Linked DNA regions of Mus musculus: regions 1, 2, 3, 4, 6 and 7 are each linked to region 5. A link is a contact called in public HiChIP or PLAC-seq, Micro-C and promoter capture Hi-C data. All regions are on one chromosome and are shown on one strand. Each heading gives the region's core, a stretch centred on a gene start, on an enhancer-like site or on the middle of the called end of the contact. The rest is flanking DNA. Distances are from core to core; before and after follow the strand shown.

Region 1 (3,266 bases), core at 200-2,699, 430 kb before region 5:
TAGTGGCCCTGACACCTGCTAATAAGTGGTGATTCTGCACGTAAGAAAACAGATGCCAATGGGACAAAAACAATCTGAGAACCTGTGAGGGTAAAGCCAGGCAAGAGAAGAAAGAAAGTCTGATTTAATGTAAATATATTAAGAATATACATACTTTCTTAGTCAGTCTGCTGGATTTTGTTTTTTAATTTGGTATTCACCTCCCTTTTGATGCTTACCAGGCCCTTCGAGCTGCTGTTGACATTAGCTGATGTGTGGTCTTTAGCTGTGACATATGTAATTAACAAACAGGATAAATATACGCCTCACCATTCTGATATAAGTGGTGTAATTAGATATTTCTCTTTACATTCTTTAGAGAGAGATTCACAATCAGCAGAAGGATGACTGAAACAACGACCCAATGCATTTCCACAATTTAACAGAGACTCGTTCTCTAAGCAGCACTCATGCGAAGCCAAAGGGATTGTTTGCTATGAAGGCTTAGTGCCCCCTCCAAGAAGATGTATTCAGTTGAATTGAATTCAATTGACAACTCAAAGAAATCATTCATATTCAATTCAAAGTGCGGTTTTCAGTCGTCAAAAGTTGGAAGCCTGTCTTTTATTCAGAGTTTCCACATCGTGTAGGGGGAAGGGGTGTTTGTCTTTTGTTATTTCTTCTTCCTCCCTGTGCAATTAGACAGAAGCAATAGAGTCTCACCAAGACAGTCTCTCTGACTTTTTAGATTATAAGAATAATGTTAAAACAGATAGCTATTTGGGACAGAGGAGGGAATGAAGGAAAATCAACTCTTCGCCTTTGCAGTGGGGCTGCACACATACAGAGCAAGCACCATCCTTCGCCTTTGCAGTGGGGCTGCACACATACAGAGCAAGCACCATCTACACTAGAACCAGTTACCATCCAGCTTAATCCCCTCAACCTCAGTCTCCTTCACTTCTGCTCCAAACCCTCAGCTCATCCCATTGATGTTTCTAGTGTTCTCTGGATACGTCTGGATTTTCAGGCCAACTTAGCGAACAGGGAGTGTTTCCACTATTTTCAACTTGAAGGTATTTCTCTCTGGCCTGGTGGATAACTTGGTAACTTTGCTTCTTAAGGGTTAGGTGAGCCAGGGACACCCAAGACATGTCTGTAAAAGGCTCACTCGCAGAACAAGGAGCCTCATAATACTGCTTTTGCAAAGTGCAATAAATGCCCAAGTCTTGTGAGCAATAGTGGGCCCTTGCACAGGACAATTAAACATTAACAGGCCCTGGGGCCTTGGGAGCAGGGCCCAGCAACCCTTTGAAGCCCTGTTTGCCAATTAAACACCGTCTGACATTTGTGTCAAGGTGGCAGGGATCCAAAGCAGAGATAGGAACGTCAACCACTTCAGGGGCTTTCATTAGCTCCCCAGACATTCCTGGCCTGGCCTGTTTCTTTACTATTGCCAAATCCACACCCTGCTCGGGAACTCGGGGCTCTGAGAAAGTTTACTGAGATAAGCTTATAATGGAAATAGCACTTTGTCACCCTTTACCACTCGCTCCTTGTTCAATTATCTTTTATCTGTTTAGAGTATTTGCCAGCTCTCCCAACGCCCCCTAGGATGAAACTATTGGACCAAAAGCCCTCACTGGGGTTGTAAAGAGGTGTGGTGGGGGGGGGGGGTGGAGGGGGGTGGGAGGTGCCACTTTGTGTTTGCCAGTCTGATCCAGGAGCCCTGGACTCTCCCCATATTTTTTTAAACTCTATGAACATACTAGTAAAAACCTCTTGCATTTCCTAGTGTGGGGAAAACATTCTTTTGGAGGCAGAACAGCGGGCACTCGAGCTTCTCACAAGTAGTAAAATGGAACTGGATATCTGGGTGATGAGAATTTCACAAGTTACTAGGCAAGGTAGTGAGCACTAGTGTGTCCCACCCTCTACTCGAGGTGTCCTCTGTAAATGGGTGTCTAGCCTTGAAGTGTCATGAATGAAATTAGTTGAGATAGGTCTTGGTCAGATCTCTCACCACCATACCTTGTGATGGGCTAACTGAGTTACCATTGACATGAAGTGCCATACCATTTCTTTGATGCCTGAAGACAGTGAGGTATGTGATCATCTCAGCCCTGATGCCAGGATATAGGCTCCATTTCTGTTGCTGAGATAGATGCAAATGTGCATGGAAACTCCCCATCACGAAGCAGCAGTAACCTCTGCCTTCAAGGGAGAAGAATGCACTGACCCACTGCCAACTGGCCAAAGCAGGTGACAATGTATGACACATGTCATCATAGGTACTGCAGATGCTATCTACCCACACCTTACTTTGGCGGAAGATACCTGCCATGTTTTGAGGAAACTCAAGAGCCTTGTGGAGAATCCACTTGAGGAAGAAACAAAGCTACCTGCCCAAAGCCCACACATACCAGAGCCCCTCTGCCAAAAACCACCTGATAGAACTTGAAGACACAGTGCCACAGCCAAGCCAGAGATGGCATGTCCCTATTGACTGCTAACTCAGTTCAATCACAACACATGACTGCTCAGCCTATCTACTCGGTGAGTTCCTGACCTGTTGAAAAGGTGATTTAGTCAACATTTATGGTTTGAACCACAGTTTGGGGTTATCTGATATGGGGGTAGTAGATAGATAACTAATGCACCTCAACTAACTGCTAAGGAACTACTAAAGATCTTAGAGTAGAGAGACAAAAAAGCTTGGTCACTTACAAGCTGTGTGACCTTGAAAGATGCACCTGCTGTCTGTTGTATGGATGGACTTACCCATCCTTCAAGGCTCTTCTTATGTTGGAGTTCCATGTCTCTGCCATACTTGGCAGCATCAATGATCATTTCTGAACTTATGGCTTGGTTCCATCATCTAAATTGCATTGATTGACACCTCTAACACCCATCAAACTGGAAGCTTAAGAGAAGAGTACACATTGTTTATTTACATAGACCAGAAGAGCACCAATCCTATACAGGATGGGTTTGATGAAGCTTACAAAGTGCTATTGAACCTTTACCTAATCAATGAATACTCTTGGCTTTTGTTATGGAAAGATACATAAGTAGTTTTTGGCCTAATGACTCATTGTAAGTCATCAATGCCTCTGACTCTGAAGAATAGCTAGCATCAAAAACAAACACAATGACCTACACAACCATTGCATCATTGTAAGTGGCAAAGCCACTCTCTTTCTTTCTCTCTTTCTCTCTTTCTTTCTTTCTTTCTTTCTTTCTTTCTTTCTTTCTTTCTTTCTTTCTTTCTTTCTTTCTTTCTTTCT
Region 2 (3,486 bases), core at 949-3,448, 360 kb before region 5:
GGGGGTCTTGCCTTTCTGTTGTTATTCACATACTTGGCAACCTGGGGGCTATCATATTTAATAATGATAATTAAACTATTCCATGTGTGCTGGTGCCCGAGTAATATCATGAAGCGTTCACTCTGGAACAGATCTTCAGGCTAATCTATTCTAATTGCCTCATTTTAGAAATGCTCAGAGGACTTAGGGGACGGAGAAGCACAAGCACATGTGGAGGGTACGGGCAGCAGCTTCTCTGGCTCCCTGGCCAGCGTTTCCTCCAACCGGAATGTTACAGCTACTCCTCACACAGGAGCTTTACTGTGTGGGATTCTGCCTGCAGACACCATGGGATGGCCAGAGGTGACTGTCCAGCAGATAAAAGGGTTTACTGGGCAGGCCTGGCGCTTGCTTACTGCTGCCCAGGCCACCATTGCCTGCTTGAACTCTTCCCTTAGGCTGTCAGATCTCAGAGACAAATGTTGCCAAATTCAACTCAGTTCTCAAACTCTGTGTCCTCTACCACATAGCCAAGTTGGGAGCTTTGCTGGTGAAGGCTGATCTTCCCTTTCCATCAATTCTAGTTCACCACCGTGCTTGTGCCTGGAAAATTATTGGTCAGGCACACCCTCTATCCCCATGGAGAAGTCCAGTCATGAACGCAAGGAAGAAACAGTGTCTAAAATGTAAAGAACTACACAAGGTCAGAATGTGTCAGGTAGGAATGATCTACCACCATAATCAAATGAGCAAAGGCCCAGGATGGGCACCGCAGCCCCCTTTGACCATTTTTTAATCCTCATACGAAAAATAACAGATATTATGGTTTGGCTAGGCACGACACTGCATGCCTATAAACCCAGAACTTGAGAGGTTTCTGCAAGTTCAAGGCCAGCCTGAACTATGTGAGCTCCTGTCTTGAAAATAAATAAATAAATAAATAAATAAATAAATAAGTCAAGCAAAGCCAGAACACAGCTGGTACTAGCTCCTGCCAATCACCATTTTACAGAAGGTAGTGATATAAAACCACTGGGTGTGAGGTCTCCCATTCTAGCCTCAAGCAGGGATCAATGAGTATGGTTTGAGTAAAGGAGTAAGTGAAAGAGTTTGCTCAAAATAATCATCAATTCATTTGCATTTGTAAATCAAAGGAAGGAACCTTAGGGCCAGAAATGAGCTAAACAAAGTTGAGTTGCTTCAGATTTTGGCTTCGCAGAGTCCAACTGCAGAAAATCAAATCAAGAAGGGGCTTTTCTCTGGCTGTTTAATAGCTAATTGGTGCTACTCCACACAATGGCCCCTGTAGAGACCTCAAGGAGCCTTATGAGGTAGACTGGTCTCTAGTCTCTGCATCAACCCTGAGAAAGTTAGACACTATCTCTCACGTGAGTCCAAAGGACTCGTGAGCCCAGTGTTCTGGATTGGCGGGGGGGGGGGGGGGAGGGGGTAGGGGGGCGCTTGCCCCTGGGTTTGCATTCCATCCCTGGCAGAAACACTGGGGAACTTGATGCTGGAGAGCCCAGGAAAGTTCTGCTATTCTAATGCCTCAAGGTGTCAGACGCTTAGAAAGGAGATTTCTGCTTTCCTCTCCCACCCACCGTCTCATCACGCCCTGGGGTTTGCCCGGAAGGATGGGGGCACTTCCCCTTTCTAGCCCTTGTTGTGGGTGGAGGGGGACTATACTTCCTGCCACGCCCCCAACATACATACCGGAGTGACCTGTTGATCACAGGTTCTGTGTGAGACTTCTGTCTCTATTGCCTTCTCTGCGGTGTCAAACCAAGAGTGCAAGCCTGCCTTCTCTCCCAGTGGGGAGTCACTCTATGAGGACAAGAAGCAGTGCGTCTATTTTGCACCCTCGGGCTGGGCCCTCTGCCCCCTGGGGTGACTTAATCCAGTCTATTGTTCAGGACTCTAGGGATTATATGTAAATTCTCTCAAATTGCAGCTGCTCACACCACCACCCCCTTTGACTGAAGAGAAGCAAAGGGATGGACGCAGAGACTGTCCCTTTTCTGGGGTCAGAAGTATTAACTTATGGACCTGACTCCGCCACCAGCTCCCTGAAAACAAACAAACAAACAAACAAACAACAACAAAAACCTGAGCAAGTCACTTTCCCTTTCAGGGGTGCTCGCTGTGAAATGAAGAGGCGAGACTAAAGGGTTACACTGGGGGATGCTGGGGTGGGGGGAGAGCCACATTCCTGGGGAGTGACACAATCCCAAACAGGGAGATCAAAGGGGCTCCACGAGAGAGGCCCCAACCAGGAGCTTGCAGGCCTGTGTCTGGGGTGGGTAATTAGCTCCTGCCGCCACCTTCCTCTCCTGTGGGTGAGCTGTGGGCTTCGAGACAAGCCGCCCCCCCCCGCCCCCTCCAGCACCCCAGGGAAGGGAAAGGAGGAAGGTAGGGAGAGAACCCACCAGGAACAGTGACATGTGTGGTGAACTTTATGTTAGACAGATGCAAAATTTAAACATTTTAACAGAAAGCAGTCCACTCCGCGCTTGCTCCGCACCAGTGTGAGAACGCACTGTGTGGATACCTCTTAAAGTATTTGATGAGAGACTAAAAGGCTGACAGGCTAACACTTCACTTCCTTCCAATTAGGGGCCTTTAACATCAAAGGCCCAGGCCCCACTCTGCCCGGCTTACTTGAATGAATTAGGGAAGAGAATGGGTCCAGGGATTGCTGGTTCTCTCCCTCGCGGAGGCTGGAACTCTGGGGGCTTTAATAAGATGTTTGAGGTCAAAAGGGGTCAGGCCTTTGACTGGGAGCACCGGGAAACTGCCAGAGTGTTTCAATATGCGTGGTGTTTGTCATGCAATCAGGCCCGCCAAAAGCTCCCCATGTGGGGCCTGTCTTTGGGGGACCCTTTTGGAGATGGAGCCGCCAGGGGTCCCACCTTAGTGAGTATGCGTTAAGCCAGGACTGCCTGTCAATCAAAGCCCTGGAGCCCAGGTGATACAAGCAAGCATAGGCTGGGCCTTGCTGGTGCTTCCCCCGGTTTGCTAGGGAGGTGTTGAGACTTCGAGGAGAGAAGGGACCCTTGTCCAGTTAGCCGGTTCAGTCACCAGAGAAAGAATGCGACTTCATGAGCCTCAGAATCAGAAGCCAAAACAAGCTTCTTTTGATGTCATCTAAGTTCATGACTGCAGGAGGCTGGAACCATCAAAAGAGCTGAAAAAGCAACCTCTCTATGGTGAGCAGCCACCGTAGGAAAAGGTGGCCTTGTGAGATAGCAGGTGCATTCCTGTGTGACACAGCTACCAAACTGTCCCATTCTATTCAACTTTACAAAAAAAAAAACCTGGCTTCTCAGAGAAGCCAGACAGATCGTGGTGCAAACCAGCCCACCATATTCTCTGCTCCTATAGTCGGCTCTGGGAAGCAGGTGGCTGTGCAACTGTGTTTCTTCTTCAGCGTGGGGTGGGGGGTTCCACTGATGGAGGATGCCAGTGCTCACACAGGGCTTGACAGAGAACTTGCCACATAGTCGGTAC
Region 3 (3,651 bases), core at 149-2,648, 460 kb before region 5:
TGGTGACTTCATCTTCATGATCAATTGACTCCCTAGCATGGTGTTTGTATTCTTTCCTATGGGAGTCAATAAAGAAGAGATGAAGAGCAAGTGTTAAGATGTAGACATTGTATACATCAACCTTCACTCCTGTATCTTTGACAGAACTCCGTCGTATACCCTTATTCTGCCAGAGATGCAGAGAAACAGCCCCAACTGGATCAGCTTGTGCCCAAGCAGAACTAAGGCTTCTGTCATAAAAACAGAGAAGGGCTTCTGAGAAACCTTTAGTTGACCTAGCACACTTTCCTACCCTTCTCCAGACTTGTACAAGATGCGCTGTTCTGACAGGAACATTGACCTATTTCAAATAAATCTGTGTACTGAGTTTATATGTGCTGGGTGAAGGCCCATTGTTCTCCCTTGCCTAGATATGGATATACCATAAGAATTGCTACATATTCTCCCTGCCAACAATAAAAAAAATAGATGTTAGTATTTACAACATATTTAAGAAGTAAAAGTTTTTAAATATCATGGCCATAAAACCACAAAGTTATAGGAACTAGGTTTTCTCTAACATTCTAACTCTAATTTCCTCTCACTACAGATTGACCATCTTATAGTCTATCCTGACCAATACTCTCGTAGACCTTTTTTTTCTGTTATCTGAAAACGAAACTATATTTTTCTGATACTTAATAATGATCTTTGACTTCAGAGAAGTTAAATTTATGTATTGTCCAGTTTCTTGTCCTTGGATAACCTGATACTGAGTATAATGCAATGTTTCATGACTAACCAATATCTGAAACACTGTGGTCAGTTTAGTAAATACTAGACTTCTGTGCCAGGAACCACACAAGGAAAACCAAGTGTGTGTGTGTGTGTGTGTGTGTGTGTGTGTGTGTGTGTGTGTGTGTGTGTGTGTGAGATCAATTGAGAAAACATTTTGTTTGGTTCCAAATATCAAATTATTTGTTAGGTCACAAAACTCTACAAATAAAGTCTGGATCGTGTTCTGAGAATTCCTATTTGATTTCATAACAGCGAGCACATACCTGCTCTTTGACGGACAGCAAGCATCCTAATCTATTAAACAGGTCTGCCGATCGCTCCCTCCATGGGGCCAGGATGCAATTTGCTAGCAAATTGGAATCAGAATTGGGTTTTTAAAGAAAGCCTTCCCACAGTTGTAAACATCCTTAATTTTTACAGCAACACATTGACTTCAAACCGGACTCCTAATTATTGCAATATTTTTTTAAAAGCCTGTATTGTAGATTCTGCAAAGTTCAGACATCTGCTTCAAATCCAGAAGTTTCTTTCCTTTTTCAAAAAAGGTTGCCCTCCTCCAATTAGCCTCGGCAGAGCAGCGGGAGCAAGTGGAGTTCTGTGGATGGGGTTTCATGTTTACTGGGTACATTCCAGCCTCACCCGCCTTTTCCCACATGGGACCATAATAACCACTTTGCCTGTTGGGCCCAAGACCAAATGGCCTTTGAAGTACAAAGGGATACATTCTGAGTCTTTTTAAAATATACTCTTGCAAATCTTCTGGTTTATCATAAATAAAGGCAGTTTACCTAAGACAATGCATTCCTTTACATTTCCGTTTTAAGTATGAGTACCGGAAATAAATTTCAAATACTGGTGGGAGAAAGCTCATGTCGGTGTTGCCATGGAGGCTGATCTCTGCACATCAGAAGCATGAAAATCTGAAGGCTGCTTAGTTGGAGCTGGTGGTTAAAACAGCAACTGTTATTATCCCAAACCAAGAGGAGGGTGGTAATGATGATGACCACGGACCCTTAAATGTGTCTTTCATCCTCAATAATTTCAAAGCTCCCAGTAAGTGGCCTCACATGAAGTGCCAGCGTGGCTAAGTGAATGAGTCCAACTGAAGTCTACCCCCTGCACTAAAGAAATCATAGGTTGGGATTGCAGAAAATTTGTATGTTACTTAGATGTCAACTTTATTACTTAATGTGAATGACTTTAGGTGAGGTTGGTACTTTCTGGGTTCAGCACGTATCTGTCTCAGGACTCATTTTCTCCATCTGAGAAGCTGGGATATTGGGGTTTTGAAGGTCAATACCTCTCATCACTCCATCTCTCACTTCAGAACCAATTGTTTACAGGTGAGCAGAGAATATGTCACAGGTACAATGCCTTTGAAGTTCAAGATACACTTTGTCAAGATAGACATGTCTACCAGGTGGTTTCTACCTGTGGGCCTAGAGCCCAGAGGAAAATCTAGGCTACAACTGAGTGTGTTGTTAAAAATCATCAGTTTAAGGCTGGTTAAATTACAAAGACATAAAATACTCCTTAGAGTTCTGGATGTAGGAAAGGTCAATGCCAAGGTATCAGCATCTAACATGCACTTCCTTGCTCTGTCACAGCAAAATGTAAAAGTGAAAGAAAACATGCGTGTAGGAGAGAAGCAAGAGGAGCCTGCATGCTTCCATAAGATGGTAATTAGTTTTCATTTTTTTAAAAAATTCAGTTTAAATTCTATCATTGAAATTTGGAATAGAGAGGAGATATACAAGTTTTCCTAAAGACTGAGAAAAATGGGTAGAGATGCAGATCAGAGTATAAGAAGTAGAGGCTATAACCAGAGTCAAAGAAGGGGTTCTATCAGATACATGCTTTGGCTGGGAGACAGTATTTGAAAGCAACCTTGCTACCTCCACACAGTCTACCAGTGCTTTCTCAAGACCCATTGACAAGATCTCTTCTGTCTCATGTGTCTGGCTTGCTACCTCCCTGTTGACTTCAGCTCCTGCCCTGTTGAGAACTTGTGACCTCAGCACTGATATGTCAAAATGCTATATAAACATGACTCCTACTCCATTGCCTAAAATCTCCCCAATTTAGCAGTAGTATTCAGTTCTCTGGCTTAGTTTGATGTTATTAGGAACACTCGCAATAATTGGTCCTTACTGTCCTGAGGAAGAGCCCAAATCCATAGCTAGTCTGTCTTATCCTCTATTCCAAACCTGCTCCCACTATGTACTGCAGCATTTCCTATCAGTCTGTCACCTGCTGGCTGTATAATTGTCACCAATTTCCAAGACTTAGTTCCCTCTTGTGTAAAATTGAGATAACAGGACCTGTGATCATTAGCTACAAGGGAAATAGATCAGGATGCTGCCTAAGCCATATCAACACTCCTTACTTCTCTCCTGTACATTCTATTTTCCCTGTCCTTCCTTCCTCTTTTCTTCTACCTCCCTCCCCACTCTCTCCTTCCTTTCCAATCTTTCAGGATAAATATCACTTAAAAGCTACTCAGCATTGTGGAAAGAACACAACTGAAGATACAGATGGACTCTGTGCTCAAGGAGCTCAAAGGCTTTGGACAAGCTAGAATAGGTACATTCAAAAGGCTGGCCACTAAAGAGCATCATCACACTGTGGTGACAGGGAGGAGGGGATGACTGTGGGAGAACTGGCAATGCTCCTGGGATCTTGCAGAACCAAAGAGATTTAAATTCATCCTGCAAAGCTATGAAAAGCCGGGGCTTCATGGGAGGCTGCATAGGCTGAGGAACTTCACCGTTGAAGACCCTAGAAACATGGAGATCACAGAAAATGAGTCCGGGTCCCAAAGCCTTAATAAACAGCTGCTTCTTTCTGAACAGGAAGCCATAGGAGAAGTCTTGG
Region 4 (3,670 bases), core at 1,020-3,519, 330 kb after region 5:
AAAATTGCTTTTGAAAATTCTTTACTTAGTCAACACAGAAACACACATAACTTTTTTATAAATGTGCATTGGTGTTTTACCTGCACGTATGTCTGTGTGATGGTGCTGGATCCAGACAGGTGTGATCTGCCATGTGGATGCTGAGAACTGAATCATGGTTGTGGTGGTTTGAATATGCTTGGCCCAGGGAGTAGCACTATTAGGAGGTGTGGCTTTGTTGGAGGAGTTTTGTCACTGTGGGTGTGGACTTCAAGCCTGGAAGCTGGAAGCCTAGCAACCTTCAGAAGAAAATGTAGAGACCTCAGCTCTTCCTTTACCACGTGTGGCTGGATACCACCATGCCTTGATGATAATGGACTGAGCCTGTGAACCAGTAAGCCAGCCCCAATTAAATGATATCCTTATAAGAGTTGCCTTGAATCACAAAAGAGATGACTCAGTGGTTAAGAGCACTGAATGCTCTTTCAAAGGTCCTGAGTTCAATTCCCAGTTAACCACATGGTGGCTCACAACCATCTGTAATGGGATCTGATGCCCTCTTTTGGTGTGTTGAAGACAGCTACAGTGTACTCATATAAAAATAAAATATATCTTCAAAAACAAACAAACAAAAAGAGTTGCCTTGGTCATGGTGTCTGTTCACAGCAGTAAACCCCTAAGACAGTGGTTCTCTGGAAGGACAGTCAGTGCTCTTAACTGCTGAGCCATCTCTCTACCCTCTTGGAAGTATGAATTTTGCCCCCTGCTCTAAACACTGGGGACACGGTGCGTCTGTGAAATGAATCTATTATACCTGACGACGTTGCATTCTTCTGGGCTAGAGTTTACATTTTTGGAGGATGAGGACAGACTGTACACAAGTAAAATAAATTATACATCACATAGCATATCCAATGATAACAAATGTTGTGTTAAACACACAAGCAGACAAACAAACAGACAACCTGAGCAGGCACGGGGAGGGCTGGGAAGCTGGAGTGGGAAGAAAGTGAGTGTGAACTTAGACAGGAACAAGAGTTCGGAGGGAAGGTGGCATTTAAACTACAACCGGAAGGAGATGAGAGAGCAATAGCAGAGCCACATCAGGTACAACCTCTGTGTACAAAGAACATCCGTGTCAGATCTCCTGATGTTTATGTGTGTCTGTTGTCTTAGAAACAGCAAAGTTGAATGGTGTGTGTGTGTGTGTGTGTGTGGCAAAAGTTTAGCTGTGAGAGTACAAGGTGCAGATGAACTTGGAGAGACATGGGAACAATTAGACACGCTCCAGTTGTGCATTTTATTATACCATTGCCTAATGCACTAAGTTGGTTATTCTACAGGATAATTTCTGAAAGGTATCTTGTGAATTTTCACTTCTTTTCAACTCAACAACAATGTGGTCGTCTTGGTCGTAATTGGCTCTGCTTACACTAAAGGGCCTTGCAAAGACAGGCATATGCTGAATGAATGAATGAATGAATGAATGAATGAATAAACGAGCAAGCAAATGAGGTAAGTTTCCCCTCTAGGGAATCCTCAAGCTGCCCTATCTTTATCGTCCTCCACACCCTTTCTCAGCTTGGCCTCTCTATTCACCCTGTCTGTTATAGCAACGTAATCTTCCTATGTCTTGTGCACCTCCTAACTGATATATTCTCTCCTGACTTCCAGTGAACCCAATTTCTACCTATAGTTGAAGGCCCAGGGCTGGGCCTGATGGCACATCTCTGTACTCTGAGCACTGGGGAGGCTCAGGCAGGAGGACTGGGTCTGAGGCAGGAGGACTGGGTCTGAGGCTAGTCCATGTTGTATGGTGATTTTTAGGACATCCTCTCTTACACAGCTGACAAGCTCTCCTTGTTACAGGGTGTCTTCATCAGCCTCACTGTTTTTTTCTAGGTGCCTAAAGCACCCTTCCTGTGAACTGAATAACCCCTTGGTACATTTAAAGTCCACTCTCCGAACACGTTCTGTGTTTGCAGAAGAATCTGTACATGAACACCAGCACTCTGGGAGGTTCTTGCAGCTTCGTAGACGCTGACTGGGTAAGAAAAGTTCAGTGACTTGACTCATTTCAGGCACAAATGAACAAAAAGTGGACCAGGGTCCAAGACATATCTCATACAAGACAAGGCCATTCTTAGACCCACAGATCTGTCAAGTTTAGCATTCCCTTTCTGTCATTTTTAGCATTCCCTTTCCGCACTTAATTCATTTCACTCTGCCAATCACCAGCGGCCGCGTCCAGGAAAGTATGACCCGCGCGAGTCGCCGTAGTGCCCCTCCCTCCACCACTCTGTTCCCGGCCAACATGGCGGCCCCCGAGTCAGCGCCGGCTTTGAGTCCCGGCTCTGCGGACGAGGAGGAGACGATTCTCTATGACTTGCTGGTCAATACCGAATGGCCACCTGAGACAGAAGTGCAGGTGAGCCGGGCTCTCTTTTTAAGGCTGTAGGCATGGCGCGGGCGCGGGCGCGGGGCGTGTAAAGCCACGTCGCGGTGCCACGCAGTGCAAGTGGAGCGGGGATAGCAGCTGTGTTGTCTCCTGGCAACGGCGGGGCTGCCGGGTCCAGGGCTCGCTGAAGGGTGTCTGTAGTCAGCCTTGGCTCCGAATTCGGCTGTGTATCCCCACTCAGGCTGTCACCCTCTCGGCAGGTCAGTGTCACTCTTCTTCCCTAGGTCCTTGTCATATCCGGACTTGCCTTGTAATCTTGTTACCTGTGGCGGGAGAATTTCGCAGGACTCTATCGTCCTTTAAAAGTCTCAGTAATACGCATTTACTAGTGTGTGTGTGTGTCTGTCTGTCTCTGTCTCTCTCTGTCTCTGTCTCTCTCTGTCTCTGTCTCTCTCAGTGTGTGTGTGTGATACACACACACACACACACACACACACACACACACACTCGGACCCCAGATATGGTGCAGGCTGCTGGGCATTCAGAGACAGTGTTTTCATGGAACTTGCAGTGTGGAGGAGAGATAGCCAATCCAGTGAACGTTTCTCATTACCAAGCCCGAAGTGCTGGCTGAGTAGAATGCCAAGGGAGTGGAGAGAAAGAAGCAGCGGTTCTCCAATTCTGCTGGAGACAAAGTTGTGGTGTTTGCCAACTTATGGACCCTGGAGTTACTAGTTTCCTAGGGAAAGCCTTCGGGTCATAGGGTGAAAGCAGGAGCCCAAGGCCCATTTACTTGACATACATGGTATCAAGTGCCTGGCATGCCCGTGTGTTAGGCCCTGGGGAAGCAGCATGGCTAGGAAGACTCTTAAATCTGGCCCAGTGAGCTCCTTTACCTTGTCTTCTGAGTATTTATTCTGCTTGTCTTCAATTAGGTCTTGTAATGGCAAAAAGCTGCATATATTGTTATTCGTTTCGGTTTCTAGTGAGTGACGTGGACATTTTGTAGATGATGAAATTGAGAGGCTGCTGCCGCCTTTAAGTTGGATAAAGATATCTAGCATTTCAGAAATGTCTGTAATACTGTCTCAATGCTTAGCACTATACGTTGATTAAAAAAACAACACGGAGTCAACTTATATTGAAATCTCGTTGTCCTCTGCCTTTTCTTATCTGCCTTCTTTATTGATTTCTACATCTGTTTCCTACAGCTGTTGCCCTATAAGCTCTGCCTGGGATCAACTTTATATCCCTCCACTGTGCCAAATTGTTCCCTGATGATTCCTTCATGTT
Region 5 (3,516 bases), core at 957-3,456:
TCTCCGGAGGTGCTGAGGGCCTTGGCCTCCCCACTGCTGGCAGGACGGCCGCCTGCACGAGCAGGAGCAGCCACCGGGGCAGTAGCTGGAACAGACACACTAGTGACCGCAGCGCTGGTCGCCGGGGCGCTAGTGGGGGCAGCGGGCACCGACGCCGACTCTCGCTTGTTCACCGGGAAGGGGAAGACCACGGCGGGGTCCACACATTCGGCAGCCGGGTGGGAGAGGTCGGTAGGCAGGGTGGCCCCGGTGTGGCTAGCACTCGACGACCCACCAAGGGCACGGCCCCCGGGGCTGCTGGCACCCACTCCGGGAGCCGAGCAGGCTGAGCTGACGCCCGGGGGCCCGTGGCCGTGCTGTAGTTTTTCGTTCACTGCGCGCTCTAGCTTCTCGCGGGCAGAGAAGCCGCTCCACATGCAGTCCTGAAGGATGACCGGATTAGGAGTGAGGCCACCCAGGCCCCCGAGACCGAACGCATCCTCCTCGGCCGGGTTGCCCCACAGGTCGGCCTCCGGCAGCAGCATCTCCGTAGCCCAATTCGAAGGCTCCGGGCTGTGCTCTGGGAAGGCGCGGCTGGGCGACAACGGGGGCGTGGGCAGCAGCTCAAACTTCTTCCAGATGTCCTCCCCCGGTGGGGTCGAGTCGGGACCGCCGAAGTAGAAGTCATCTTCGTCCGGGTAGAAGCAGGGCTGCAGTGAGTCAAACTCGAGGTCTGGGTTCTTGCAGATCATCCCCGGCATGGTGGACGCGGTGCAGCTGGGCATGGGTTCGCCTCTCTTTTAATATCTCCGCTCTTTTTAATATGGGGGAGTGCTTCCTTCCCGTGGAGAGCAGCAGAGTCGCGCCAACCTCCAACTCTACAACCAATAGGCAAACCAAGAGAGAATGAGCCAAAGGGGTGGGTTGGTGGGGACAGGCAGTGGGAGCCCCCAATCTCTTCTGCAAGCTCCCCACAGCTCTGGAAGGTGGGAGAAAGTTGAGCGTCTCCCCTACTCCCTCCTTTTGTGTACAAGCTGTCTAAGACTGGGAGTGGGAGGGGGCTTGCAGATGCAGGGGGTGGTGTGGCTCTCTGCAACTTTGGAAACTGCCGTTTCATTCACACAAGGCACTGCCTGGGGGAGGGGGGCTGTTCAAGCTGCAGATCTCAGCTCTTACTAGCGCGACTACCCCACTTGCACTAGTTGCTTAAAGGAAGTCCTTGCTCTCTAGCCCAGCTACCAGGCATGGGATTGAAGTACCTTTCATTCCCCTTTTGCAGAAATGCGATCACGGGAGCGCAAACGCTAACGGGGTTCAGGAAACTTTATTAATTATTAAGGGCCTTTCTCCAGTCAGACCAACAACAGGCAATTACATACAACCCTCTCCACCTAGACCTAGAGCCTCAATCTTGGCAGATACCCTTGGTACTCATCGCTGCCTATACCTATACCCTTTCCATTCCCCTTCCTTCAGAGACCTCAACCTCTTCAACAGGCGGGGGGAAAGGCTGAACCCCATCCCTAGGAATGGTGCAGGGTCGCCGGCGAGAATCGCGTCTCCTAAGCCGGAGCAGCCGTGACCTACATTATCACTCAGGCACCTAGCTTCGCCTAACCCCTTTTCCTTCTTTCCCCGCGGCACCTTTTGGAGAACCCCAGCTTGGGGTGGGGACGCACCGGTTCCCAGTCACCTCACACTCAGACAAATCTTGTGGAGCCGGGCGAATTTCTTTTCGCTAAAGCTATTTCTCTGCCTGGGCCAGGGCTGTAAAAGGGATTAGGGCGGGTCTCTTCCAGCCAGGGTGCCTTCGGGTGCTGAATAGGCTTTTCAGGAAAAAAAAAAAAACAAAAAACCCAGATGGTTTTGTTTCGGAAGCAGACGCGGTGTGTTGCCCCCTTACCCCCTCCCCCAGAAAAGCCCGGCATATTTGGGTGCAGGGTGCGGAGCCGCGTCCAGGGGCTTGCCTAGCCGCAGCGCTCCGCCGTTCCCCGGGCGCTCGAAGCTTCGCAAGTACCGCTTCTTACCTCCCGCAGACTGCCGGGGATCCGGAGGCGACTCGGGGCTGGGGTCTCCGGGTGGGCTGAGGGAGCGGCGGCGGGAGGGGGTTGTCCTCCGGCGGCTGCAGTGTGTGCGCGCTTACGCCTGGCTAGCGCTCGTTCGGCTCCAACCCAGTTCCCAGGAGCCCCCCGCATCCACCCAGCGCGTCCAGACAGATGACTGTCACTGGCTGCGCTTTGAAGCTCGGGGGATATTATTAACTGAAAAAATCTGACACACCCGGGGGGCGGGGAGAGAAGGGGGCTGTGGCGCAGACGAGGGGGAGGGAGAAAGGCAGAGGCAAGAGGCTTTTCCCCGCCCTCTTGATTTCCATAAAAATCAGGGGAGGCGCCAAAGCCTTTCGCGCCAAAAGCCATTTGCTTTTCTCTTTTTTTCCGACTCTCTCTCTCTCTCTCTCTCTCTCTCCCTTCCCTCCTCCCCTCTTCTCCTCTCCCCCTCCTCCCCTCCTCTCCTCTCCCCCTCCGTCCCTCCCTCTCTCCCCCTCCCCCCTCTCGTTTTTCAGACTGCAAGCAGCAAAGCTGGGAAACCCGAGGAGTGCTTCCCCCTCCCTTTTGGACCCCCTGGCTTGCACCCGCTGCACTCCGTGTTTTTTTTTTTTTAAAGGTCGCTGGGTGTGTTCTGGGAATGGGAAAAGAGGTTTCTAGCCCAGTCCCTGCGTGGACTGCGCGCGAGTGTATGTTTGTGTGAAAGATGAGCTCCAGGCTAAAGTGGAACAAGGCCTGGTCGAGGGGCTGTTCGTGTGTGATCTCGAAGGAAGGCGACACAGGAGTGCAAAATGGGAGGCCGAGGACGCGCCCACGTAGAAACAGACCGCAGGAGGTTTCTAGTTTCAAATTGAAAGGAAGGGGCGCCCCCCTTGTTTGAAAATAAATAAGTGCGGGCTACGAGGGTGGCGCCTTACCGCTTTCTTCGGCCGAAGGCGACACCTCGCGGAGACCAAGCAGAAAGCGGAGCCGCACCGCCCAGCCTCGGAGCCCGAGTGGGGCCACCCCCGCGAGACAATTAGCGAATCCTTGCTACCGCGGAAGGGATTGTGAAACGCGTGGAGGGACGTCCCCTGAAGTCGCGCCCACCGTTCCCAACAAAAGCCTTTCCGAAGCCAGGGTTGAATTACGGACCGCTGCTTTCCTTGCCCAAATCACTGACTGCTCTGTATACCTCGAGTTCCTACGGATGGTGACATCAAGGAAAGCCATCATTAATTTGGCCTCTTTGTGTCCCATTTGCCTCACTTACGAGCTGGCGTGAACAGAGAGAGCGCGACATCTTATTTAGACTAGAGCAGGGTGCGTGTATTCTTTCCTCACAGCCGTGGGCACATTTCCCTCCCTCCCCATCCCACAGCGTCTCACTTCTGTCTAGGCAAGCATGCTAAAAGGTTTGTTTCCTAAATGTGGGGCTAAAAATAAATGCTCTTGCCCCACAAAACTTTCCAGGAGTAACCTGGGTCCCTGGGTGAAGCCCTTTTTCAACACA
Region 6 (3,538 bases), core at 753-3,252, 410 kb before region 5:
GGAATAGTAGTATCAGGTAATAGGGGTGGGATTACACATATGAAATTCTCAACTTTTTATAGTTTGATTTTTGTTATACTTTCCTTCCAGGAGTTTGGGTACATGGGCATGTTTTCTTAGTTCCAACAACAGCTAGATCCATTCTGAGTCCCAAGTTAGTCAATCTACCTGTGAGCCTCAGATTGGTCAACTGTCATTCTTGTCTTTGATAAGAGTTCTTTCAGCCCAGAGTCTATATTATGGCCAATGATACATCACCGGCATCTGTATTAGGCACAAGATCTTCACTCAATGTTAAAAGCAGCTAGTGGCAAAAACCCATGTATTACTTTTTAGGAACCACCCCCAAATGGGTGTCACTGACCACAATCTCCCGACTCCTTGGAGACTTTAAACTTCATGAGGAGGCCATGATGTGTGGTAACATCCTCTGAACTGAAATATTTGCTTTCAGAAGCCATAAGGGTCTTCGTAGTAAACAAGCATCCAAGTCCTATGGAGCTAAAACAAAATACACCAGCTCCCCCCATGTAGTTACAGAAGCACAATGTTCTGGCGAGAAGAGACTTCCTGACCCATTGAAGTGTGTGCACACTGCACAGAGAAGTGGACTTCACCTGGATACAACAGTCATCCATGCTCCTAAGCCAGCCACATAAATTCGTTTGATCACCACTTTGATAAATTCCTTACTTTGTTCTCTCCTCAGTTCCCTGTCTTGGGCAAATAGTCATCTGTGTCACTTGTCCCTAGGCAAAGGCCATCGATACCCCTGGGCTCCTTCATGTGGGAACCTAACCCAATAGCTCACCACGCTGTCTTCACAACCATCCAACAACCAGTCTCCATGGTTCTCTGAGAGCAGGGACAGTTTCTATGCAGCGGTGGTTCATGTGTTTTCCAACCTTGCCTCGCCTACGTGGTGATTAGAAAGCAGCGGTGTGATAGGTAAGGGCAGAGCAGGCTGGAGATTTTCAATCTCTAAACTGGTAAAGCCCAGAAAGCTCAAGCATTTCCCCCATCCCTTTCCTCCCAAGCTCTAAACGTCCTAGATGCAGTAGTCCCACACTGTGCCCACACAATGGAGTCAGGATCACCCCTGCTGCCACCTCAGTAAGAAACAACCCTTATTGTGTCCAGCCATTCTAATTTCAGGGCTTCACTTTGTGGGTGGCTGTCAACTAATCACCTCACTGGAGCCACCCTCCAACTTACGTGCAGCGAGGAACATTTATGGAAAACACCCACTTCCACATATATAAGTGAGTCTTTATGGAAAATACAGTTTTGCCTCTTGGGGGAGCAAAAGCTAACATGAGAGTATGGGCATAGCATGCATAAATCAAAGTTTTGAACCCCTAAGCTCTCCATCATACTAACAAATGTCACAAATGTAACTGGGTTCTTGACCTCATAGACAATTTAACCCCACGGTGGTTGCATCCTCTTGAGTGAGTATCTTTTATAGTGCTAGATAGCAGTGGCCAAAATACAAATAAGCTTTTTCGATCATCAATTACTCTGCGTGGAAATAATTATACTATTTAATCACCTCATTTGAATCCTTCCCGCTTCCTTTTTCCCTGATGAGCATTTTGATTATGTCTCTTAGGGGTGTCCTTCCCAGCATCTTTGCTATAAGAAAGTGCTAAGCCTTGGATCTGCGATCCTTCTAAGGGTCACAAAAAGATTTTGTGTTGGTACTTCCTAAAACTATAGTCTTTAGAGACCCTTAGGAGAAATAGCAATTATTGAGACCATATATTCCAACACCATCAAGAAGCAGAGAAAACATTAGTTTATCAACCATCCTCTGTCAGGCATGTTCTTGAGGGCTGTTCTCTCAGGCCCCACAGCAATCCTACAAATTGTGCCTGCATTGGAAAAGGGAGGACACTGAGTCTCACAGAGACTTAAAAATGGAGACCTGTCACCCTCCAAGCCATGCTTTTTCCATGACATCATGGGCCCTCCATTCACATGCCTCTGCCACCAGCCAGATGCCTTCGAGACATTTGGCGGCTGGCCAGTCTAAGCCCAGGAGCAGGGTGTGGACCCAGGCTAACCTGATCAGCACCTGCCCAGAATGAAGTCCTGTGCTGAGGTCTATCAGGGCATCTGTTGCTTAACCTGGTACCTGGTGATAGGATGACTCAAGGCCCCCTTTCAGTTCACACGTGCCCACATTATTAATATGATAGCTACCATGAGTCTTCTTATTTAATGAAATATTTGGGGCCACTCAATCATTTGTTAGGGTTCAATGAGAAATCGATGCCTGTTTATTCAAAGCCCTGTCAGGAGCTTGGAAAACATCATGCTACTTTGAAAAATGAGGGTTTTTTTTTTAAGATTAAAAAGAAGGGGGCCCCAATGATTTGAGAAGTTCTCTGGTTGCCAGTTGGCGTTGGTCCTTCCTAAGGGAGCCAATCCAGTGCCACCATGGTAATAAAAGCTCCCTCCCCCCTTTCTGGCTGCTTTCAAGAGTGATTAGCAAAAGGGGATTCATAGGCCTTGGTTTTGTGTTGTTTTGTTTTGGGGAGGGGGTAGTTCTTTTTTTTTTTTTTCTTGCACTTGGAGAATAAGTTAATTATGATTGGCTAAAATTTGTGTGGTTTTTGCTTTTATCCTTGAACCACAATTAGAGCTCCCAACAGCCTCCTGGCCCTCAGGAATTCCAGCTGGCATAATAATTGATAACCGTGGTTATGAATAGATTGGAAACAAGACTGTGAAAGAATGCCCAGCCACTTCAGAGGGTCATTTATAGCGCACTGAAGGGAAAGGAGAATTTCAGGCCTGGAAAGCTTAGAAACAGAACGAGTTTTTATCAGTTTCCCTGACACTGGCAGATCAAAGCCTGAGTTGTGCTCTCTAAGGGTTACAGATAATGGGGTGGCTGCTAATTCATTCGGCTGCTGGAGCCGAGGCCTATTCAGCAGGGTAAACCAGGGAGTTTTCATAGCCCTGCTTTGTAGTCTTTATCATAGCACCAATGCAAGAATCACCTTTATATTTTAATGAGACATTTGAAAAGTATTTGATTCCCTCTGGCTAGGGGCTCTTTCTCAGCTGAGACAGTAAGAAAGGGTCGCCCAATGGAGCCTCATTTTCTGAAAGCAATACTATCTGCATTCCTACCCCTCCCCTGTCACTTTAATAATTTCAATGTGAGCAAAAGTGAGAAAGGAATTGAACGAGCTTAGCATAAAAATCTAAACTACTTTCCCTTGCCTCCCCCTCACAACCCCCCTCATGCCTGCCCAGAGAATGAGGCTGACAAGATGTAGGTTCAAATCCCTTCTTGAGCGTGCTGTATGTATGATGCTTCAGGGACAGCTTTATGACCTCCTATAAGCCTTCCCCTCCCTGACCTATGGAATCAAGATAAAAACTGTGTGCTGAAGGAGATTTAAAGCCATTCCACAGGGTTTGAGGCACTCTGCTTGTCTAATGATGAGGAATTTAGAAGCATTTTATGGTAAAATAAATGAGATAGTGTTCCCCACTAAAGCCCCATGAAGCTCCCTTAACTGTG
Region 7 (3,253 bases), core at 169-2,668, 380 kb before region 5:
GAAAGAGCTGAGATTTGACCTCAAAAAGTAGAAGAGAAGATCAGAAAGAAGAGAAGACTGAAAAGGAGCAAAGAGAAGTGGGAAGGAAAAAGGGGAGGAAAAAAAAAGAGATGAGGAGGACGGGTGAACAGAAGAAAGAGAAGAGGGAGAAAAAAAGGAGATTATGGGTCTGAATGGCAGAGATAAAGTTCTGCAGAATAAATCTGAATGCTCACCTCAGGAACAAGGTCCAGGTGAAGTTGTCTGTTCTCCATGGACACTAGCTTCCATTCTCACCAAGGTTTCCCTGTCACCAAGATCTGACGTTTGAAATCCAGATATACTCCTTCTAAGAACAAATGCCTCCCAGATGTCAGCTCTTAAAAGTCTGTTCCTTTGGAATGCATCTGCCCACTCTGAAGGATAAACATGACGAGATTTAAGGGGACTTTGTTATGTCTGGGAAAAGTCAGAGTTCCTGAAGCTCCTGGGGCACAAGATGAGCCCCGAGCTTACAGGACAAGAAAATGATCAAGAACTGTGCTATGTGTTCACTACCCTGAAAATCACACTATTTGCATATGGGATGCAGCTTTGCTTTAGGAATTTAAAAATGAAGAAAAGTTGAAGAGCTCTTGTCATATGCAATGAGATGATTTTTTTTTCAACAAAAACAAAGCTTTGCCAGAAAATGACAAGGGTGAAGAGAAAGGAGAGTCAATAGAAAACACAAAATAAAACAAACAGATCAGTAGTCACAGGAAATTTAAAAGGGCCAGAAAGTACTCTATACATTAATAAGATACCCAACCCATTATTTTTTTCAAATAAATCCAGTTACATAACGATTACAAAAAAAAAAAGAACTACCTTAAATGTGACAAATAATGATATTTATACTGACAACCATATAGCTATAGTAAGCAAGTGGGTATCAAATGGAAGAACTAAGTTTCTCAACATTGGAAAGAGAAACTGTAAATAAAAATAGAGGACCATACTGCACCCTGTGGTTCAGGGTAGAATGGACCTATCAGAGTATAGAGGGGTGTGTGTGTGTGTGTGTGTGTGTGTGTGTGTGTGTGAGAGAGAGAGAGAGAGAGAGAGAGAGAGAGAGAGAGAGAGAGAGAGAAAGAGAGAGAGAGAGAGAAACAATAGCATAGAAGAGCCAAAATGATATCAAATATGAGAGTTCTAACAATTTTAAACAAATCAGAACAAAAAATTCACAGGACATTAATGATTCAAAAATAAAAATGTGGGAAGCTTTTCAAAGTGTAATACAAAAGACAAAGTTTACTAGGACATGGGAGATCACTCTCAGTTCATTATCAATTCTAGCTAAAGTGGGGCTGGAGAGATGGCTCAGCAGTTAAGAGGACTGGCTCCTGGGTCCAGTTTCCATCACCCACATGGTGGCTCCTAAGTCTCTATAACTCCAGTCCTAGGGAATCCAAAGCCCTCTTGTGGCCTCCGTGGGCAGCAGGCATGCACAGGATGTGGATACATAATATAGAAGCAGAACACTCATACACATAAAATAGAAAGAACTAAATCTTTTGTAAACGATACAACTTGAGTGACTTGGACATGTTTTGTTTTAAATTTGGATCAGAGATTAACAAATAGATGAGAAGGATGAAGCAGGAGTGGGAAGTGAATTGTGATCCTTGTATTGGAACTCAGTGGCTAAAGGAGAGTCATTTAATAAACACTGCTAGGCCTTTAATTAGCTATACAAAATATAGAAATAAAAAGAACAGATTTTTTATGTCGCATCCTATATTGAAAAAAAAAGCTCCATGTAAATTAAAGGCATTATGGTAAAAAAAAAAAAAAAGACATTGAACAAAAGACAAACCAGGAGACCAGGATATTATTATAACACCAGGGTCATTTGTACATCTAATAACTCAGAGAACTGATAGGGTATGGAACATGAATTTCACAAAGGCAGTGTTTTTCCAACAAAAGCTAGACAAAGCTTGTTTCCTTAAAAGTATAAGTTAGTATGTTGTTAGAATCACGATAAGATCATGATAAAATGAACATCTGAGTTTCCAAGTTATTAGATTTATGAAACTGGAGGCTGGCATGTTTTCCCATCCTGTAAAAAATAGGTTTAGTTTCATACCATTATAACTGCATGGTTTATTAAACTATGTTAGATTATTAATTGTGTAGTGGTTAAGTAAAGCTGGCACAGTTTCTGCCTTCACAGAACAAAGTCTTAATCTTTGGAGTAATGACCTCCCTTTTAATGGGCAGGATGTGGGCATCAACCACACACCAGGACTTACACCCTACAGGTCCTGTGCTTCCTTCCTCTGGGCCAACTATTAAAAAAAGTGATCACACATCCCTTTACCCACAGCAGCACAGCAGTCAAAGCGTAATCATTAATAATTTCTTAGGGTTTTTTTTTATCTACTGCTGTGATAAAATAGTTTGACAAAAAAAAAAAAAAAAAAGCAACTTTGGCAAGAAAGGATTTATTTCAGCTCAGAACTCCAGGTAACAGTCCACCATTATGGAAGTCATAGTGTTATAAAGGCAGGAGATCAAGACTGTCAACCACATTACATTCATGGCTTCCCAAAGAATGATGTTACTTACAGATCTTTCCACTTCCACTAACATTATCAAGATAGTCCTTGACAGACACAGGCCCACAGGACACCTGATTTAGACAGTCTTTCCTTGAGATTTTCCTCCCAGAGGATGCCACATTGGATCAAATTTACCATTAACGCTAAGAGACACAAGTAGTGTCCCCTTTTGACTCTGAGAAGAGTCCCAGCCATTTTAGCCACCATTGGTCCCTTCAGCAACATGTCTGTCTGCTTTACTGACCTAGTCATCAACAAGACTTGACCAAAAACTCATAGTTCCATGACGAACTTACTTGTTAAAATGGTACCTGTCACCAATGGGGTGTGTGTGTGTGTGTGTGTGTGTGTGTGTGTGTGTGAAAATGTGTATGTTGCTTCATGTACACATGTATGCACATGGAAGTGGTGGCCAGTGATCATCACTAAGCATCCCCCTCTGTAACTCTACATCTTTTTTTTATTTTGAAACAGATCTCTCACTAAACCTGAACTCACTGGCCTGGCTGGCTAATGAGCTCCAAGGGTTTGTCTATACACACCTCACTCTACATAGGCACCCAGTGCTAGGGATATAGACATATAACATGCACCATCAAGTCCAGCTTGCTACATGAGTGCTGGCAATCCAAACTCAGGTCTACATATTTGTGTAGCCCCAAGCA

What was found. Promoter capture Hi-C pulls out the DNA fragments that hold promoters and counts their contacts. A called contact is a pair of places that touch in the nucleus more often than the background predicts. HiChIP or PLAC-seq counts read pairs in DNA pulled down with a chosen protein or histone mark. Capture Hi-C pulls out chosen DNA fragments and counts their contacts.
Region 1: a contact with region 5 is called in a FOXA1 HiChIP or PLAC-seq map of pancreatic cancer cells. The contact joins the enhancer-like site here to the promoter of Mycn in region 5. A contact is called at or near these places in 8 of 39 promoter capture datasets (the C10 cell line, the HPC-7 cell line, HPC-7-derived erythroid cells and 5 more), 1 of 15 datasets of contacts at CTCF or cohesin (pro-B cells), 18 of 484 Hi-C or Micro-C datasets (the Ba/F3 cell line, the HPC-7 cell line, LSK cells and 15 more), 21 of 115 datasets of contacts at active chromatin or transcription factors (the 230-238 cell line, CD8 T cells, DN3 thymocytes and 18 more) and 2 of 9 other capture datasets (adipose tissue and embryonic stem cells).
Region 2: a Micro-C map of embryonic stem cells shows a contact between it and region 5, with 8 times the contacts expected there. The contact joins the enhancer-like site here to the promoter of Mycn in region 5. A contact is called at or near these places in 11 of 39 promoter capture datasets (the HPC-7 cell line, cranial neural crest, embryonic stem cells and 6 more), 2 of 15 datasets of contacts at CTCF or cohesin (pro-B cells and stem cell-derived epiblast-like cells), 20 of 484 Hi-C or Micro-C datasets (the 63-12 cell line, the Ba/F3 cell line, LSK cells and 9 more), 30 of 115 datasets of contacts at active chromatin or transcription factors (the 230-238 cell line, astrocytes, cardiomyocytes and 16 more) and 2 of 9 other capture datasets (adipose tissue and pancreatic islet).
Region 3: a promoter capture Hi-C map of second pharyngeal arch cranial neural crest shows a contact between it and region 5. The contact joins the enhancer-like site here to the promoter of Mycn in region 5. A contact is called at or near these places in 9 of 39 promoter capture datasets (the C10 cell line, the HPC-7 cell line, cranial neural crest and 6 more), 11 of 484 Hi-C or Micro-C datasets (the Ba/F3 cell line, LSK cells, Th1 cells and 8 more), 16 of 115 datasets of contacts at active chromatin or transcription factors (the 230-238 cell line, CD8 T cells, DN3 thymocytes and 12 more) and 3 of 9 other capture datasets (adipose tissue, liver and pancreatic islet).
Region 4: a promoter capture Hi-C map of adipose tissue shows a contact between it and region 5. The contact joins the promoter of Nbas here to the promoter of Mycn in region 5. A contact is called at or near these places in 2 of 39 promoter capture datasets (liver and pre-B cells), 2 of 115 datasets of contacts at active chromatin or transcription factors (embryonic stem cells and pancreatic cancer cells) and 1 of 9 other capture datasets (adipose tissue).
Region 6: an H3K4me3 HiChIP or PLAC-seq map of embryonic forebrain shows a contact between it and region 5, with 5 times the contacts expected there. The contact joins the enhancer-like site here to the promoter of Mycn in region 5. A contact is called at or near these places in 6 of 39 promoter capture datasets (the HPC-7 cell line, cranial neural crest, hippocampal neurons and 3 more), 2 of 15 datasets of contacts at CTCF or cohesin (large pre-B cells and pro-B cells), 5 of 484 Hi-C or Micro-C datasets (the N1E-115 cell line, cardiomyocytes, cerebral cortex and 2 more), 14 of 115 datasets of contacts at active chromatin or transcription factors (the 230-238 cell line, craniofacial prominence, embryonic basal ganglia and 10 more) and 3 of 9 other capture datasets (adipose tissue, embryonic stem cells and pancreatic islet).
Region 7: a contact with region 5 is called in an H3K4me3 HiChIP or PLAC-seq map of the 230-238 cell line, with 43 read pairs. The contact joins the enhancer-like site here to the promoter of Mycn in region 5. A contact is called at or near these places in 8 of 39 promoter capture datasets (the C10 cell line, the HPC-7 cell line, HPC-7-derived erythroid cells and 6 more), 2 of 15 datasets of contacts at CTCF or cohesin (large pre-B cells and pro-B cells), 10 of 484 Hi-C or Micro-C datasets (the 63-12 cell line, the HPC-7 cell line, LSK cells and 6 more) and 22 of 115 datasets of contacts at active chromatin or transcription factors (the 230-238 cell line, CD8 T cells, SST interneurons and 16 more).

Annotation. Positions count from the first base shown.
Region 1 is chr12:12,508,057-12,511,322 of GRCm38.p6, forward strand. The region is part of intron 2 of Gm34489 (a long non-coding RNA gene); the gene reads left to right. Among named protein-coding and RNA genes, the nearest start is that of Gm34489, 89 kb to the left of the region's middle. Within about 2 kb of position 1,450, at least 39 of the 459 cell types and tissues checked have an H3K27ac peak or open chromatin away from gene starts, as enhancers often do. A contact at or near this core is called in embryonic limb bud, extraembryonic endoderm stem cells, kidney and 2 more, where this site is marked.
Region 2 is chr12:12,579,208-12,582,693 of GRCm38.p6, forward strand. No RefSeq gene overlaps it. Among named protein-coding and RNA genes, the nearest start is that of Gm34637, 89 kb to the right of the region's middle. Within about 2 kb of position 2,199, at least 118 of the 459 cell types and tissues checked have an H3K27ac peak or open chromatin away from gene starts, as enhancers often do. A contact at or near this core is called in the 230-238 cell line, the 63-12 cell line, the HPC-7 cell line and 14 more, where this site is marked.
Region 3 is chr12:12,484,108-12,487,758 of GRCm38.p6, forward strand. All of the region lies in intron 1 of Gm34489 (a long non-coding RNA gene), which reads left to right. Among named protein-coding and RNA genes, the nearest start is that of Gm34489, 65 kb to the left of the region's middle. Within about 2 kb of position 1,399, at least 12 of the 459 cell types and tissues checked have an H3K27ac peak or open chromatin away from gene starts, as enhancers often do. A contact at or near this core is called in craniofacial prominence, embryonic limb bud and second pharyngeal arch cranial neural crest, where this site is marked.
Region 4 is chr12:13,266,858-13,270,527 of GRCm38.p6, forward strand. It overlaps Nbas (neuroblastoma amplified sequence), which reads left to right and starts at 2,270. Exons shown (of 52, transcript NM_027706.1): 1 at 2,270-2,407. The coding sequence starts at 2,294.
Region 5 is chr12:12,939,630-12,943,145 of GRCm38.p6, forward strand. Mycn (v-myc avian myelocytomatosis viral related oncogene, neuroblastoma derived) reads right to left here and starts at 2,207. Exons shown (of 3, transcript NM_008709.3): 1 at 2,007-2,207; 2 at 1-857. The coding sequence starts at 764. RefSeq lists an enhancer at 2,978-3,006.
Region 6 is chr12:12,525,524-12,529,061 of GRCm38.p6, forward strand. No RefSeq gene overlaps it. Among named protein-coding and RNA genes, the nearest start is that of Gm34489, 110 kb to the left of the region's middle. Within about 2 kb of position 2,003, at least 22 of the 459 cell types and tissues checked have an H3K27ac peak or open chromatin away from gene starts, as enhancers often do. A contact at or near this core is called in embryonic basal ganglia and embryonic forebrain, where this site is marked.
Region 7 is chr12:12,560,198-12,563,450 of GRCm38.p6, forward strand. No RefSeq gene overlaps it. Among named protein-coding and RNA genes, the nearest start is that of Gm34637, 110 kb to the right of the region's middle. Within about 2 kb of position 1,419, at least 23 of the 459 cell types and tissues checked have an H3K27ac peak or open chromatin away from gene starts, as enhancers often do. A contact at or near this core is called in the 230-238 cell line, the 63-12 cell line, CD8 T cells and 3 more, where this site is marked.